Regions from separate parts of the Hordeum vulgare genome. Here region 2 is linked to region 1. The links are chromatin contacts, called in public Hi-C maps. All regions are on one chromosome and are shown on one strand. Each heading gives the region's core, a stretch centred on a gene start, on an enhancer-like site or on the middle of the called end of the contact. The rest is flanking DNA. Distances are from core to core; before and after follow the strand shown.

Region 1 (2,524 bases), core at 9-2,508:
TGCCCGCCATGGCCGGGGCGCACGTATACAAGTGTTACAAACGTCACCAAAAATTGCTGAAACGACTATTTAAAAAGCTTCAACCGTTGATTAAAAAAGCTGCAACCATACATATAAAAAGCTGCAAGGCAAATCATACTTTTCCTCGTTGAAGTATTTGGTTGAAGCTTTTTTTCTTAACGGTCGAAGCTTTTCTATACACGGTTGAAACTTTTTGAGGAGTGACCACGCGAGATGCTGCAGTCGGAGCGGCGTTTGAAACTTTTTTCATATACGGTTGAAGCTTTTTCTGTCAACGTTTATAACTTTCCCTCGTTGAAGTTTTTGGTTGAAGCTGTTTTTCTTAACGGTTGAAGCTTTTTCTACACACGGTTGAAACTTTCTCTCCAGCGTTTGCAACACAGGGGGTGAGATGCGACCGACGATTATCTTGATACATGAGTATCTAAGTCTTCATTCAATACAATTATAGCATGGATAATAAACGATTATCTTGATACATGAGTTATAATAATAACTTATTTATCATTGCCTCTAGGGCATAATTCCAACATTTCTACACACGGTTGAAACTTTTTTTCCAGCGTTTGCAACACAAGGGGGTGAGATGCGACCGACGAGGTGAAGACCGACGTGTATGAGCAGCGACGAGTGCGCCGGCGCTGCGAGTGCGTCGGCGAGCGGCGGGGGCAGCGAACGGTCGGGGCGAGCTGAGTCCCGGAGCGCGGGGCAGCCGAGGCGGCGAGCGGTCGGTGAGGAGGCGAGACGACGCGGTCGGCGCGTGCTGGGGCGGCGGCGCGTGCGAGGATGGCGGGCGGTGGGGGCTCGCGTGACGAGACCTGATGGTCAGGGAGCCCCTGATCTGACGGTTGCTGTGCGACCGGCGCGAGCCCTCGGGCCGGCACGCCGGCGCCTAGCAGTGCCCGTATGTAATTGGCTCTTAACGCGAGGCATAAAATCGGTCAGATGATTATAATCATTTTCTTAAGAAAACTTTTTTTCTTAAAAAAATGTTTTGATCGTGTCAGTATGATTGAGACGTACGCGCCCGGGGTACCGAGGTTGTAGCTGTAACTCGTGTGGACGACTTCACGTTTCCGTTTCCGTTTCCGTTTCGACAAGAGTAAGGAAAAAACCTGCGAACGTACGGCTCACGAGTCGCGAGTCCCGGGCCAGCAGGGAGCCGGAGCCGGAGCGAGCGGTGCCACGCGGCCGCGGCAGGGCACGGTGGCAACCCGCCAAAATAGGCATCCCGGTCTCGCGAGAACCAGCCACCCACACCACAGCCAAGAAGCGGCGGCGAGGGCGAGCGGGCGATAAAATCTCGCGGCCTCTCTCCTCTCGGTTTCGATTCCCGTCTTCGCCTCGCCAACTCCAACTCCAACTCCAACTCTCCCTCTCTCTCTCGTTCGCTTCCTCGGCAACAGGACGAACAACTCTGGTACGAACTACCTCCCCTCCTTCCCTTGCGACGCCTTCTCTTCAAATCGTGCCGCCGCCTCGTGAATGTCCACCGACAATGCCGTGTTCCGGCCGGGGCTCGCTTCTTGGCGGCTGCGTCCATCGGTCTGACGAGATTGAGTAGCCCTACTCCCGATTCAGCCGTCTGCCTCTTCCTGCCTGTACGTCGCGCCGGCTTTAGGTTTCTTCTTCTTTCTTGCGGCGCTTTTAAGGTTGTTAGTGGCGGAGACGCGTTGCCGTTTGACTGCTAGAACGGGGACGCGGATTCGCTGGCGAATCGATGCAATTTTGAGACGAGAGGGGACGGTATCTCGATTGAACTGGGCTGTGCCCGTGCCTCGCCGATGGGTCTTTCAATTTTTACGTTTCTTGATGCGATTATTTGAACTATGGATCCGCAGCATTTTTCTGGTTGGCGGCGGAGAATATGGGGATAATAGATAAACTGAGAGACGGAGAGAGAAAGAACGGACACAGCGATTTTGTTCGTGTTTTTGGCTGTTTGCGTAGGTGGTTCGTGTGGACATAGGAGAAGAGAATGAAGACCACCTGTATCTTCAAGTCCTTATCAATAATTTTTTCAAAATTCAGTTCATTTTCTAATTCAGCTTTCTACAGTAATGTTGAAATGCTTATACACAAAGCAAACTGCAACATGCGGGAAGTGGATCTTCTCTCTTCTCCTCGATCTTTCTTAGAACCTCTTCCTTTTACTTTTGAATATTCTTTCCATACTATTCTCTATTATATTCTTCTCTTTTAGCTGTTGTCTCTGAACTTCCATCACATCTGTTTCTTTTTTTAGGGATGGAACAGTTTTCTCTCCCCCATATTTTGAGCTAAAATTTAGACAACTATTCAATTTTGCTTCACGCATTTCAAGTAAAAAATGGAAAGCATTTTCTTCACATATGCCTATATGGTACTATTTCATAACGGAAATAAGAAGTTGCTAATTACACTAGAATATTTCCTTGTTCAAATGAGAAGATCAAATTGACAGCACATCCTTTCTATGACGCTCATATTTTGTGCAATTATTCCTCAGGTTTGAGCGCACACT
Region 2 (2,524 bases), core at 12-2,511, 560 kb before region 1:
TATATTATGTTACACTATGTAAGTCATAAAACCCTATAGCTGGTAAAGTGGTAGCTATGACAGGGCTGTGAGAATTATATTACAAAGGGGGATTCAAATGGCAGATACTCCACTGGATCACCACTGATGAAACCTTGAAATTTTAACTAGACGAGGATAATTTGTGATGAACTGTGCTCCAACATATCTTTCTAAATAAGTATAACCATATGTTATTGTCAAAGCATTGAACAAATGAAATTGGGAAATCAAGCATGGGGTAATTAGCAAATAAAGTACCGACAGTCACAAAAAGCTTATGGGAACTACAGCAACTAATATGTACTCCCTCCGTCCCAAAATTCTTGTCTTAGGTTTGTTTAGAAATGAATGTATCTATATACTAAAGCGTGACTAGATACATTCATATCTAGACAAATCTAAGACAAGAATTTTGGGACGGAGGGAGTACTTAATAAAGATATAGCCACAATATACATCACACAATGATCCAAAATCGTCGTATATAATACTCCACAAGGTCTTATCTTCCCCAAATTAACATCTTGCACTAGTAGCAAATCAACCACACAAGCCTGAACAAAAAGTATCGGCACAGGTGCGTAAATCAATTGGCATATTAAGTTGAGGTCGATCCTTTTCAGCTTTATAAACGAGTATGAACAAACTAAGTGCATCAAATCTGGCGTGGGAGAAGGGAAAACGCAAGGACCAACAGATCTACGATCCGGATCGGCGGCCATACCTGCCGGTCTGCTTGAGCATGTCGAGCATGTTGGTCTGGAAGACGTGGTCGACGGCCTCGACACTGACCCCTGTCCCGCTCTGCGGCATGGCGAAGACGTCGACCACCCGGACCGTGTAGTCGTCGACGAACTCGCCGAGCATAAGGCCCATGACCTCCATCGGCACGCCGGCCCTCCCTGTAATTTCGAACCGGTTAACCCCAGATTCGTGGAGAGGTAAAGGGCGTAGATCGGGGCCAAAGGGGAGCTAGCTTGCGGGACTGACCGTGCTTGAGCATCTTAAGGAGGGCGAGGGAGGAGATGTAGACCTGCTCGGAGGAGTCGAGCAGCGGCGAGTCCGACGGCGGCTGGCCCATCCCGCCGGCGCCGAAGATCCGCTGCAGTCGCTCCATGGCTTCTCTCGGTTGTTCGATTTGGTTCCTGGAGGAGGGGGGCGCTTGGGAAAGACGGCGTCTTTTTCTACGCTGCGGCTGCTGCTTCCGGCTTCTACTGCGACCCGGATCCCTGGATTTCTTTCTTCGAGTACACGAAGCTAACACCCGATTATTATTTTTTTTAGGGTTAGGCGGTTAGCTAACACCCGAGTGGCCCGGCTGGTTTGAAGTGGGCTGCCGTGGCGAACTCCGTGGCGAACTCTGTCTGTTGCATGGGCCGTAGTATAGACCAAGCTGGGCCTGAAGGCCTTTCAAATTTCGTCACGTCTCTTAATATCTCCTGCTTGCTGTTTTGTGAAAAAACAAACATGTCCTCTTGCGAATTAACCTTTGTCAAGATTTGGAAATAGAAAAGTCTTTGGATCAACCTATGTATCTCGTGAAACATCGACGCGTCGTATGCTCAACATATGTCCGCTGACCCACTTTGTCTCTAAAACATCGAACCTTTTCTTATCGAGTCATTCATCCTAATCCTTCCGTTATCCACTGCTCGTCCCAATCTCTTCACTCTTTCCAAGCAGAGCTCCACTGTAGATCGGACGAACGCGCCGGCAAGCTGGGTGCTGGGTGTCGGCCATGTGGGTATTGGAAGCCGTTGGACTGCACCACCGGCCTCTGTGAGGCATGTCGCTCCGGAGCCCGCTCCGCGGGAGCCGACGTTGTGGAGCACCCGCATCCATGGCTGGCAGACGCTGCAGCAAGATGCATCGGCCACCTGCTCACCACGGGAGTTGTTGCCGGCACGACGTTGGTCCTAGGTTGATAGTGCTACTGCAATCGAGGGACATTTCTACAACATGATCCTTGTTGCAAAAGAAATTCTGTAACATGATCTTTGTTTCAAATAAATTCTGCAACATGCTCTTTGTTGCAAAAGTTTTTATGTAACATGATCTTTCTTTTCAAAAAGAACGCAACATGCTCTTTGTTGCAACAAATTTTCTTCAACATAAACTCTACTACAAAGGTTTCTGCAACCTCATCTATGTTGCAAAGTTAATCTACAACAGAGCGCTTGTTTCTGCAACTCGACCGTTGTTTCAAGAATTAATTGGTTCAAAGTTATTCTGTAACAAAGCGATTGTTTCTACAACTCGACCATTGTTTCAGAAATTAATGGGTCGGGGGAGGCGAGTGAGCCGCGTGCGAGGAGATAGATTGGACGGCTGCGGGCGCGTACATCGCCCGACCATCGAGGTGGCAGGTGTTTCGTGCGGATCAACCCGTGAACGCATAGCAGTCCCCTTTGGAAATCCAAAGTCTTGAAAAAGGGTGATGCTAGGCGTCGGCGGACCGACGCTAGGTTCGACCGACCGCCCTGCATCCGTTGGATCAGCTGCC

What was found. Hi-C and Micro-C count contacts between places; a contact is called where the count stands out from the background.
Region 2: a contact with region 1 is called in a Hi-C map of seedling, with 5 times the contacts expected there. The contact joins the promoter of LOC123443478 here to the promoter of LOC123443476 in region 1. A contact is called at or near these places in 4 of 6 Hi-C or Micro-C datasets (leaf and seedling) and 1 of 1 datasets of contacts at active chromatin or transcription factors (embryo).

Annotation. Positions count from the first base shown.
Region 1 is chr3H:190,897,950-190,900,473 of MorexV3_pseudomolecules_assembly, reverse strand. LOC123443476 reads left to right here and starts at 1,258. Exons shown (of 12, transcript XM_045119854.1): 1 at 1,258-1,441; 2 at 2,510-2,524.
Region 2 is chr3H:191,462,400-191,464,923 of MorexV3_pseudomolecules_assembly, reverse strand. It overlaps LOC123443478 (26S proteasome non-ATPase regulatory subunit 14 homolog), which reads right to left and starts at 1,261. Exons shown (of 6, transcript XM_045119856.1): 1 at 1,012-1,261; 2 at 746-923. The coding sequence starts at 1,138.